2 separate regions of the Rattus norvegicus genome follow, and region 1 is linked to region 2. A link is a contact called in public Hi-C data. All regions are on one chromosome and are shown on one strand. Each heading gives the region's core, a stretch centred on a gene start, on an enhancer-like site or on the middle of the called end of the contact. The rest is flanking DNA. Distances are from core to core; before and after follow the strand shown.

The links. A called contact is a pair of places that touch in the nucleus more often than the background predicts.
Region 1: a Hi-C map of liver shows a contact between it and region 2, with 6 times the contacts expected there. The contact joins the promoter of Emc7 here to the promoter of Nop10 in region 2. A contact is called at or near these places in 3 of 12 Hi-C or Micro-C datasets (kidney, liver and psoas muscle).

What each region holds. Positions count from the first base shown.
Region 1 is chr3:119,716,226-119,722,813 of GRCr8, forward strand. Emc7 (ER membrane protein complex subunit 7) reads left to right here and starts at 2,187. Exons shown (of 5, transcript NM_001399270.1): 1 at 2,187-2,454. The coding sequence starts at 2,222.
Region 2 is chr3:119,516,812-119,523,303 of GRCr8, forward strand. It overlaps Nop10 (NOP10 ribonucleoprotein), which reads left to right and starts at 4,444. Exons shown (of 2, transcript NM_001126100.1): 1 at 4,444-4,590; 2 at 4,819-5,529. The coding sequence starts at 4,537. The coding sequence ends at 4,959. It overlaps Nutm1 (NUT midline carcinoma, family member 1), which reads right to left and starts at 1,898. Exons shown (of 7, transcript NM_001108957.1): 1 at 1,773-1,898. The coding sequence starts at 1,788.

The DNA of each region.
Region 1 (6,588 bases), core at 937-3,436, 200 kb after region 2:
TGAAGTCATCATTTTTAATGGCTGAGAAGTACTCCACTGTGTAGATGTACCAAGTTTTCTGTATCCATTCCTCTGTTGAAGGACATCTGGGTTCTTTCCAGCTTCTGGCTATTATAAATAAGGCTGCTATGAACATAATGGAGCATGTGTCCTTGTTAAATGTTGAAGCATCTTTTGGGTATATTCCCAGGAGAGGTATAGCTGGGTTTTTAGGTAGGTCTATTTCCAATTTTCTGAGGAACCTCCAGACTGATTTCCAGAGTGGTTGTACCAGCTTGCAATTCCTCCAACAACGGAGGAGGGTATTTCTTTCTCCGCATCCTTGCCAGCATCTGCTGTCACCTGAGTTTTTGATCTTAGTCATTCTGATTGGTGTGAGGGTAGACTATTGGGATATTTTATAGTCAAGAGCAGTAGTTCTAGCACTAGGGAGGCTGAGACAGGAAAACTACCACAGTTTGAGGTTAGCTTGGGTTGCATAGTGAATTCCAGGCCAGACAGAGCAATGGTATAAGACCCTGGCTATAAAACAAAGACCAAGAAATGAGATTTTCTTTCAAGTTAGATTAGGTAAAAAGGGCAAGATGAAGAGCTGCATTTGCAATTTTCTATCAGATAGGTGGTGTGCAAGTATATACACGTAACATACAGCTGCATTATAACTGCATATATTTATATATTCATATGTATTATAATACATTCATTTTTAATTAAATTACACATTGAGTTGACTGTGATGGCTCACAATTCATGTCAATCTTTTCAGCACTTCAGTGGCTGAAGAACTGATAAAGTTCAAGACCAGTCTGGACTATAGTGTGAAATCCTGTCTTAAAAAAGTTCACAACATAACATACTGCTTTTATTTACATAATAAGCATTACTTATATACTGTGTATTAAATGTCAACTAAATATACATTATGTTGCATATTAGATTTATTTAGTATCAACTATATGAATGTTGCTTACATGTATGTATGTGAACCACATGTACCTAGTACCTGTGGAGGTATGAGATCACCTGGAATTGAAGTCACAGAGCCATAGTGTGGGTGCTGGGAACAGAACCCAGGACTCCTCCAAGAGTAGCAAGTACTCCTAACTGCTGACCCATCTCCCTAGCCCCATATGTGTATATTTTAATTTTATGTTTTTGCTTATAGATTATCTCTGAGCATAGAGTCAAGGAATGGAGAGAGAGAGACCACTAGAATCATGTGTAAAGCTAGGTGTATTAATTCCTGCTGCAAGAAAAACTCTATACCAGAGAAACTAAATAGAAGAGAATTAGTAGAAGAGATGGATGAATTTTTACAGTATGTAGGCCTCTGCTCAATGACTGAGGTGTTTAAGGGAGGTAAGCATCAACTCTGAAAAGAATGTTAGCCATCAGCTAGAAAACAGTGAGAAACAAAGCAGGGTTGAGGCACTCTTGGTAAATAAAGAACTGAAAGGTTGCTAGATGCTGTTTTCCGTTGGTCTTGTCATTTGCCCTGTCTGTGTATTAGGTACATCAGAGACCATTTATAGTGAGCGCTTTACTTTCTCAGTCTTCAATCTGTGTATGTTAAATAAACAAAGCATTAAAAAGGAATGAAAATAAACATTCTTCACGTACTTCTTAAACATAGATCTCTCTCTCTCTCTCTCTCTCTCACACACACACACACACACACACACACACTCTCCTTTTCAGCCCACATTTCTGCATTTCCACTCTACATCAAGAGCTTCGTTCATTCCTTTTTTTTTTTTTTTTTTTTACAGAGATTGTAGTAGAAAGGAGAATAGTTATAGCTAGCAAGAACCTTGAGAAAATGATAGAGTAGATGTCTGGGTGTTAGCTACAGACCCAGCACTCAACACTTCAGATCCTGGTCCCTCTCGGTCTCTATCCTTTACGCCCACGATAAGTCCTGCATCTGTGGACGCCACAGCAATACACTCTCTTCCACCTTTACTTCACCTTAGACGTTCTGGCATTTCGCTTAAAAGCCTTGCCACCTTTTAAGCCCTGGTGGTTCAGAGCGTCGGTTCTGCAGCTCATCTCCTGATTAGTCAACTGTCCTAACTTCTCTCCGGGGGCGTGGACAAGCTCGATGCTAGATCCGGCTTGTGGTGATGACGACATCGGCGGGCGACGGCGGTGGCCGCTGGAGCGGCCTTGCGGCAGGGTAGGGCTTCCGGGGCCGTAGGCCTGACTCTTCAGAGCTGCTGTCATGGCGGGTGCTCTGTGGGGTTTCTTTTTCATCCTGCTTCTATTATTATCAGGAGATGCCCACAGCTCGGAGGTGCCTGGGGCTGCTGCCGAGGTCCCGGGAGGTAGTGGGGTCGCCCTGGGAGATCGTTTTAAGATCGAGGGACGTGCAGTTGTTCCAGGGGTGAAGCCTCAGGACTGGATCTCCGCGGCCCGAGTGCTGGTAGACGGAGAAGAGCATGTCGGCTTCCTTAAGTGAGCATCCTGAGGGCAACAGGAAAGCTATTTGGGCGGACGCTGGAAGGGTATCCAGCTGGGACAGCTGTCAGGACCCGCAATGTAGCTGTCAAAAACTGAAGGCACCGGGGCCACTAACGGTCTATGCTGGGAGACCTTGAGAGGGAGTCAGGTACTTCAGCAGCGAGGATGGCGGACAGTGGTCCCAGGCGCCCGAAACATATGGGGTCATTTATTTGTAGCCCCATTTTAGCCCCAGTGTGAGGCGGATCATACTTGGGCCCATTTATCTGCTGAGTGCCCCCACCCCCGCCCCCTTGCACTTTGTCTAATGTCTCTGGAACCTGGTTGCTTTCTACCTGTCACTCTTCTGGTAGCTTGGTGTTGTGTAGAAAGATGCTAAACAAGTGGGAATTGTCAAAGCCCAAAGGGCTCCCAGTGACGACATAGACTGTAAGGCTAATGGTCCTGCTTCTAAAATTAATGGGCCCTGAAGTCCCTAATCAAAGAGCGCTTTTTTTGGGCCCGAGATTGTGATTATTGTTCTTTTTACGATTGAATTCGTCGAGGGATTTGCGATATTTCACTCGTCATTTAAGTCAGACCAGGATTGCTTAAGATTCCTTACACATAATTGTACTTTTCTTGTTTTTAAGTTTGTGTTTTATATTGGAAGGTGGGATGAATTTCTTGACGCTATGTCAGCAGTCCGTTTTCTCTCTTCTAGGCATGAATATGATGTTTTAAATTTTGCCACCAGTATTTGGAGTTGAAACTATGAACTGAAAGAAAATATTTCTTTGCAGGCTTTATAGACCAACTTATGATATCTGAAAACCACATACCTTAAATGTGGACATTTAAGTTTAAATTGCATATTTCTGCAGGTTGTTGAAGTTCCCTTGTGGTATATTCAACCTCAGATTAAAATGACAAATTGACAATCAGTAGTTTAATGTTTTCTAACACTAGGGTATTGTTTAAATTTTATCCTAACTAATGCTTCATTAATAATAAATTCCCACTGAGATTGGGAAGATAAGGCTTCATTGAAATTCAACTTCTGCAGTATATAGCAGTTTGAAAAACACCTATTTTTGTTTTGAAGATATTTTACAATTTAATATATTCTATATTGCTAGCTATGCTTAGCCTTGCACAGTGACACAGGCCTAACAACTTGGCTACTGAGGAGTCAGAAGCAGAAGACTGTAAGCTAAAGGACACTCTGAACAACTTAGTTGAGACCCTGTCTCAAAGAAGCAAATGCTGGCGATACAGTTTTGTGGTGGCACTTGTATGCAAGAGGTCCTGAAGTGACTCCCAAGTACAAATAAATAAATATTTACTGAAGAAAACATAAACAAGATATTTTCTTTTAAAAAGATGCAACAGAAAGAAAATAACCATTGTATTATAGTAATTTTTTTCTCTTTTTAGAATCATATTACTTGTCTTTAAGAATAAAGCATATAAGACCATAATTTTCATTTAATATTTATGAACAATTTTTATTACTTCACATTCTCTTATTCATATAGAAGGGCTGGTTGAGAATTGATATGACTTTTATGGTGATAGTCTTGTTGGAAGTAGGATAAGTCTTATAGCTGTTTTGAATAACAGCACACAAGTTTGACTGTACTTTTGGTTTCTGGGGAAGTAGCTTGGACTTTAAAAATGGAGATGAGAGGAGATGGGTTAAAATGGTCAAGCCATTTTTTATATCATAACATGACGATAAACCACAATTTACTTTTCCAGTCTTCTGACAGTTAGGTAGTTGCCAGGTTTTATTGTTGTTGTTTTGGCTTGGCTTTGGTTTTGGTTTGTTTTTATATTATAAGTTTATGTACTACTTGTGAAGTTTTTTTTAGAATTATTTATTTTATGTATATGAGTGTACTGTAGCTGTCTTCAGACACACCAGAAGAGGGCATCAGATACCATTACAGATGGTTGTGAGCCACCATGTGGTTGCTAGGAATTGAAATCAGGACCTGTTGAGCAATCAGTGCTGTTAACTGTGGAGCCATCTCTTTAGTCCTTGACTTTTTTTTTATGTATAGTTTTACTGTGTGATTCTTATCATCCTCAAACTCTTGTCCTCCTGTGTTCACTTCCTCACTGTGTTCACAGATGTCTCCTATCATGCCCAACTTTGCTTTTTCTTTCAGTAATTCTGATTCTATTTGTTGAATAGTCATCAGTTTCTTTCTTTCTTTTTTTCCCCCTCTGCTCGAAAAAAACGTTTGAAGTTGTTTCTGTCAGGGTCTATCAAGAAGCAGAAGATGACTGGATGTAATGTCCACATTTATGTCCCAGCTCTTTCGAGGGTGAGGTGATAGCATCATGAGTCTGAGGCCATCCTGAGTTATATAGCAAAATTTTTGTCTCCAAAAACAAAAGAGCAGAATATGCACTAACATTAGAATAGTAAACATAGAGTTTAATCAAAGGTTAAAACAGCGTATTCTTCCTAGTATGAAGAAACAGATTGTGCAGTACCCTGGAGCTTACAGCCTCAACAGTATTTATCCAATAATACATGAAAGCAAAACCAACCAAGAAACTACTGCCACCTCTGCCAGAGGGACAAGGAGGGGAATAGGCTACTGGAAACTTGGAAGTGCTAGGGTGGAGTGGGGTGGGGCTTGTATGTAGCCAAGGCCCTGAGCCTGGGCCAGGCAGTGATAAAGCTGTGGAGGAAATGTTCTAAGGGCATTTTCTTCTGATTCCGTAGACAGAGAAAGGTAGAGTAGGTCTGGAGGATGTGAGGGTGATATGGCTGTGACATCTGTCATCTCATTGATTGTCAGGGTTGATTTGGCTAGACAGATGTCTTCTAACTCTCACCAGACCACATGCAACCCTCCTGAAGCTTCTAGGACCTCAAAAAAAACAAAACAAAACAAAACAAAACAAAACCCTCAGAGGCACATTTGAAAGTGGGTCTTGGTTGGGGATTTAGCTCAGTGGAAGAGCGCTTGCCTAGCAAGCGCAAGGCCCTGGGTTTGGTCCCCAGCTCTGAAAAAAAAAAAAAGAAAGAAAGAAAGTAGGTCTGGAGAGTAAGCATGTGCAACTGAGGACTAAGGTATTTTAATGTTTATAGTTCAATTGTGCTTTACCTTAGTCTATACTTGCAATGACATGGAGCACTTTTCACCTTAATTTTTAAATTTCTTTTTTCTTTGAAGTAGCAAGTAGCAGTTTTTCATTTTCTAGACAAGTTATTTTTGACTTGCAAGAAGAAATTACCAGCTTTTGGTCCAGTGACTTAAACAAAAGAACTTAGTAGGATTAGAGGAGATAAAGAAAAGATAGATGGCTTTAACTACTAAGTTGTACGTTTCTATATAACCAGTCAAAAAGTAACTACAGTAAATGGACTAAACTATTGAAACATGTTTGTGTGAAAAAGAAAGCCAACAAAATACAAATGAACTACAATAGAATTATCTTTTTAACAATAAGAATAAATTGAGGGAACATGATAAAATTGGTACCCTACTTTGTAATGATATACATTGGTAATTGTTCTTCAGTAAAGATAGATAGAGCTTCAGAGTAGAAACTGCTCTTTAGTTACCGTCATTTGTACCTGCAGAAGGAATCTATTACTCTGACATAGGCTCATCTAATTTTAGAAACTGTTAGAATTTGGGAGCATAAAATGTAGGATCTACTTTTGCCGTTTTTCTTTATTTGGGAAGAGGGGCAGAAATCATATAGCCCAAGCTGGCCATGAATTCACTACATAGTTCAGGCTACCTTCATTGGCAGTGATCCTCTTGCCATACTCTCCTGAATTTTATGATTACTGGACAAGTTCCCATACCTGTGCTTTCTGTTTGGTTCGCTGCTTCCACTTTGTTTGTTTGTTTGTTTGTTTGTTTGTTTGTTTTGTTTGTGACAGCCGTAACCACTGTAGTAGTTCAGGTTATGTTGAAACTTACTCTGTAGCCCAGGCTGGCCTTCAACCCATGGTGATACTCCTGCTTAAGCCCCCGCTGCCCCTCAGTGCTAGCACTATATTTGGGAGCCACCACATCTTGCCCACTTCTGATGTTGTTTGAGAACTAAGGGGAAATACGCAAATGCTGTCCAACAGGGAATAAGGTGCTGATGAGAAGTAACTAAGCCTGATTTTCC
Region 2 (6,492 bases), core at 3,194-5,693:
CTAGCCACAGAAGCACAATTTCCAGGACAGAAAAAGGTCAGCCTAGATTCTTGGTTCCCCGAAATGTCACTGTGGAGAGACAGAAGAACCTTGGAGGGAGGGAGATTTCCAGTACTTTCAGTTTCAACCATGGATGAGTTGAAATTTGGCAGCACAGACTTTCTGTGGACCTGCTTCTTAATAGTAAAAGTTTAGGGATCACAAAGAAGCGCTGGGCTGGAGCTAAGGAAGAAAGAAACCTAGCTCCTGCTAGGGACCAGCTATGTGGACACTGGTCAGGCAGAGGGGGATGATAAGCACCCTTCATTAAAAAGGCCTGCCCGTGTCCCGCATGACTTTTAATGATAAAAACAGAGACAAACTGGCCTAATTTCATTCAATACTTCCTCCTTTTTTCTTAAAAAAAAAGAAAAAAAGTATGCCACTGACAAACCAGTACCACTCAGCTTCCACTTACTAACCATAAAGGAGATATGAAATAGAATCGGACTAATACCAGCAAGTTCTGAACACAGTGAAACTATTCCTAAGGTCTGAGCTCCACAATAGGTAGGAAAACCAAGCATCTCACTGTCTGTCGCTGAGATGGCCTATCTCCTCTATCTGAAAAGCAAGAAAGACTACCTCTAAACAAACAAAATAATTAATACAGTTACTTAAAAAAATAAATGCAGGGGGCTGGAGAGATGGCTCAGAGGTTAAGAGCACTGACTGCTCTTCCAGAGTTCCTGAGTTCAGTTCCCAGCAACCACATGGTGGCTCACAACCATCTGTAATGGGCATCCAATGCCTTCTTCTGGTGTGTCTGAAGACAGCGACAGTGTAGCCGCATACATGAAATTAAAAAATAAATCTTAAAAAAAAAACTTTCCTCTAAAAAAAATGCAGGTCTATAAATACAACCACTCTGGATGACGATCACAAGTTCAAAGTCAGCCTAGGTTACAGAGGGAGTCCAAAGGCAGACTGAGAAACTTAGCGAGACCTTGCCTCAAACTAAAAAGTAAAATGGATGCTGCAGATTTGGCTCACAGAATGCTGAGACAGAGAGAACACACGTGCTCAGAAACGGAAGTCTATGGAAGACCCTCTCCAGAACACTAATTAGATGGAAACTTAACCTAGACTTCCCAACTTCCAGACAGATGCATAATAAATTACAATGAAAGAAAAAACAAAGAGAAAAAAAGCCTGGTGCTTGAACTGACAAGTAGCACCCTTGGGGCTAGGAGGAGTCATCACGCTCTGGGAACAAAAACTTTTACAAAATTTCTAGCCCTGTTCACGGGCTCATAAATGAATAACCCCACTGAGTTTTAGCTTTCTGAGAAAGGCTAATTAATCGGCCTGGCCCAATCCCACTGCTCCACCCTTCCTGGAGTGATCAAGAGAGTTGGCCCTGCCTTCTTCCCATGGTGAAGTCCTAGAGCAGGTCAAAAGACACGGATTATGGCTCTTCCCTTGAAACCATGGCAACACCACTTATACTAAAACATAAACCTCTGTTTCCACCCCAAGCATGTTAAAGCGGTCCCTCTTCCTGGGAATCAAACTGGTAATTGGTTCCCAGTCCCAATATTCAGTGTGTACTTCTGACAGATTTTGGTTCATTTCCAAGGATGCTCTACCCCATTCTTGATGGTAAAGATCTATTTCTCTGGGCTCCCTAATGCCTGTGTGGGGTTTAATTCCTCAAATCCCTATAGGTTGACCTATGACTTGTCCCTAGGTGACACCGCAGATACCCCGCACTCCAGCACCCCTCGTCTTACATCCATCTGATGCCATAACCCAGGGTTTAGGTACACCAACAGTGGCGGTCTGGATGGCTCCAGGATGAAACAGTTGGGTCCAGGATCCAGGCAATGACCTAGCTCCAACAGATGATATCCAAGGAAGGTAAGCTAAAGACTGGGTCAAAACAGAATTAGAATCTTGGACTCAGGCATTCTGTAGTGGGGGAGGGGAAAGGATATTATGTAGTGAAAATGGGGAGATTTTACTCGATGGGTTTTAGTAAGTAAGCAAAAATTAGAAAATCCCTCAGTGAATTTGATAGCATGATTGCTGGGTGTCCTCTTTTAGGACAGTTTGTCCATCGTCTCTCAGATTCCCAGCATTACACTGCAGTTTTCACTGTTGGCTTCTTACTCTTCTATTCTTCAACGATACAATCTAATCCCGAGCCCTGCCCTTTCTCCAGTTCTGAAACTGGATTACCATTAATAACTGAATGGTGTGGACCTTCGGCTTGCTTCGCTGATGACTCTATTTTCTGAGCCAAATTCAGAGTGCACAGTTTGTATACTTGAAGATTAAAAACTATAAACTAAATGCTTGACATTGAAGTATCTCAGATGATCCAGAATGTTCAACTGCTGTGGGGTGAGCGCCACCTTCCTGAGAAGCCGACAGACACTTGTAATCCTAGGACTTGGGAAGTAAGAGTTTGAGAAAAGTCTGGGCTACAAAGTGGGACTCTCTGAAAAAAAAAATCTCTCTGTAATACCCAAACAGTCCAGCCACAAGAGTTCTGAAATCCATTGGAGCCACGGCCTTTTTTCCACTTGCTGAAAAAACTTACTACATTAAAAAAGATTTTAATTAATTGATTATTTTTGAGACAGGATCTCACTCTTCAGCCCTAGCTGGCTAGGAACTCAACAAAGATCTGGCCACCTCGACCTCCTCAGAACTGGTATTAAAGACCTTCACCTTTAAAAAAGAAAAATAAATAATCTTTAATAGTTTCTAAAGGGTTTATGTAGTTTTGTTTTATGTGTATGAATGTTTGCCTGAATTTATGACTGTGCAGCTGGGTTAATGCCTGGAACCTGCAGAAGCCAGAAGAGGGAGTCAGAGCTTCTAGAACTGGAGTTGGAACCAGTTAGGAGTTGCCATGTGGGTGCTGGCACCTAAAATGGGTCCTCTGCAAGAGAGTCAAGCATCCTTAAGCACTGAGCCACTTCTTCAATTCCTTTTGGATTTTTGAGACAGTCTGGCTATATAGCCTAGGCTGAAAGCTAAGACTCTCTGACCTTAGTCTCTTGCACAACCCCTGCCTTAAGATTACCATAAAGTTTTCTTGTTAAATTACTTTTTAAATTTTAAATTAATACATTAGCATGACTCAAAAGTCAGACTAAGAAAAGTTTTGAGGGGGGAGTCCAAAGAGGTTTAGAAAGGCAGATGGGAAGGTGAAAACAACTAAAATTCAGTGTGTGTGTGTGTGTGTGAGAGAGAGAGAGAGAGAGAGAGAGAGAGAGAGAGAGAGAGAGAGAGAGAGAGAGAGAGAGAGAGAACAGTCGACAACAATAACATCAAAACCTAAACAAAAACCCAGGCTATGCAAAAGATACCAATATTAACTGTTTGTTGTACATTCCCACCCCCTGCAAAATATCGACCGCACACACACACACACACTCAAACACACACACACACACACACACACACACACACACACACACACACACACACACACACACACCATTTTGTTTGTTTCTCGGTTTAAGACAGGGTCTCTTGGACCTCTTGGATGTTAAGGGTCCTTCAGCCTCCAGACTTCTGGGAGCACCAGTTAAGCTCCCTGTTTTGTTTTTTTTTTTTTTTTTTTTGTTTTTTTTTAATGAATCTCATGCAACTGCAGGCAAACCGTCTATATTCATTACTTAAAAAAAAAAAAAAACAACTTTACGGTTTTTCTGGCTACAAATTTAGTATGCTACTATATTTCTGCCCCTATCAATAGTGCTGCGATGATCATTTTGCGATATCTTGGTTTTAGTTTTTAATTCTTTAAACTAGACCCTTATGAGACTTTTTAGTCTTTTAAAAACTGGAAATACTCCGAGACCGGGCACCTTATTTTGCTATTATCCGCTACTCACCATAAAAGAAAGAGCTGAATTTGTGGTTGGGTTCCGAGTTTGAATCTTGGTTCGACCTCTAAAACAAAATCCACCAGTTCATAAGAAAACCTTTACGTTCTTTTCACTTTGCATAATATCGAATACCCATCATGCACTCTTTGCCGCCAATACTTTGAAATAGGGCGGGAAACCGGATGTAAGGGTCAAAAAAAAAAATCTTAACTTCTTTAGGATATAGGGTGTTGAGAATCTTGGAGCCGTTGTTTCTCCAGGAACCAGAAAACTAGTGCCTCTGAACTGGGTACGCAATTTGAAATTAAAGATAGGACTGCTATCAACAATGAATGATGCATCAACATTTAACCCACATTCATCCCTACTCCCTAATCCCTGGCAATGCCTGGCACACAGTGGGCGATTCCATGGATCTTAATAACTTTGCATGGTTGCTGCTAGTAGGATCCCAAGGCCAAGCAAGACTTTCTCTACTATGCCCCCTTCTGGTCACCTGAATATGATAGAAGTGGACTACATTTCCCAGCATGCCTTGGAGAGACTTCCGTCCAGACTGGAAGGATGTTGGCGCACAAGACTGAAGCGGCGCACTTTGGGCGAACGCGGCTGGCGGTAAACGTATTGGTGTGTTTTCTGTTGAGGGACAGTCATGTTTCTCCAGTATTACCTCAACGAGCAGGGCGATCGCGTCTATACTCTAAAGGTAAGGAGAGGAAACAGCTGTATATCATAAGGACGAGAAATTTAGGTGAGAGGAGCGGTTGGAATCGTCCTTCGCAGCCCAGTGAGTGGAGCCATGTCGGAGCCAAAACGTGGTAGATAGAGGCAGTGGTTTCTTGTCTGACCATCGTGTCTTCTGGACTCAGGTTTCTTGTCTCCTTCCTATCACACCACACATATACTGAGATCTCTTTTTTTTTTCCTTGAGCAGAAATTTGACCCCATGGGACAACAGACTTGCTCTGCCCATCCTGCTCGGTTCTCCCCAGATGACAAATACTCAAGACACCGAATCACCATCAAGAAACGCTTCAAGGTGCTCATGACCCAGCAACCGCGACCTGTCCTCTGAGGGCTTGTTAATCTCTTGTGTTACTCGTCCCCCGGCCGATTATCAGCAACCAAACACTTCATTCCGTGAGCCTGGAAGCCTTCCCATGCTGTTTAGAATCCCCTCTCACTCACTAAAGTCTGTGGTGATGGGCATCGCCCGTAAAAGGAACGACTTTTTTTCCATGTTTTGATTTACTGCCCGGTTATTAAAGATACAATGACTTGAAAGTTCGTTTTGTGTGTTTTTGGAAGAAAAGATGGGGGAAAGGATAGTACCGCTGCTGGTACAAGGCCACTTGTAAATCCTCATTGTAGCAGTAGAGCTGGGCTATCAATGATAGGTTGTTGAGGAAGAAAGACTGTGAAAGACTCCTACAAAGGTCAGCATTCACTGGAAAAATACTCTACTGTCTAATCGTGTCCCCTTTAAAATATATTCCGAATTCTTCAAAGATAAAAAATGTATGTGTGTATTAGTATTTTACCGACGTATATCTAAGCATATGTGTCCTGGTAACCACTAAGGCCAGAAGAGGGAGTCAGATCCCTGGTGACTAGAGTTAGACAGTGAGTGACAGCCAGCCTTTATGTGGCTGCTGGGGATAGAACACAGACTGGTTCTTTAGGAGAGCACCCCTGTCTCCAGCCCTACCACTACCTTTTGAGTTCTGGGATAACAAGTGTGCCCAACCCTGGGAGTTTTCTCTTTCTTTTTCTTTTTAGACAGAGTCTCTGTAGAGCTGACTGCCCTGGGTCTCAGGTCTAACTGCCTCTGCCTTTGAGCACTACCTTAAAGGTGTGTGCCAGCCCATGGAAGTTTCTTAACTAAGTCAAGGACATCTGGTAGGAGGTGTGTCTTCATGTTTTTTTCAGTATTGGATACAGTTCTGTCCTTTGCATGCAAAAATAAATAAAATATTAGCGTTGTTAGCATTATTATAGGACACCAGCTGTGCAGACCAAAATAAAAAGATTTCAACCTAGAAGTATTAATAGTCAGTATGGAGAAAAGCGAACTGTCAGGAATCTAGCAAGGACTTAGAAGATCCCCTGGATAATCTCATCTGACACATGGCTTTAGGGAGCTTGATTATCAGTGTGTGGAGGCAAGAAGAGCTGTAAGGGTGAGCTAGGTAGTATATATAAGTACGTGTAAAAAGACAGGCATGTGTCAGAGAATAAAAATTGTGCAAACTGTCTTTGTAAAGTCTGTTTAGTTTGAATAACCAGCAAGACTGCCTTAGAAAGTAGATTCCTGAGGAGTTGGATTTCTTTTCTTCAAGTACAATTGGAAGTTTTAATCAAGAGATTAAAGGCTATGTAAAAAATCCAAGCTGCACATGATGGCTCATGTCTAATCCCAGCATAGAGAGACTGAGTTAATAGGAACCCTGTGAGTTCCAGGCCAGCCTGGGCTATGTAGTTAGTCCTTATATCAGAAAACCGAAAGGGAGCTGAAGTTGCACATAACATAGTAGGTCGAGTGCCTTTCTAACATGCACAAAGCCATGCAGAAGGCTGGGTTTAGTGACCCTGTAATCCAGCACTTGGG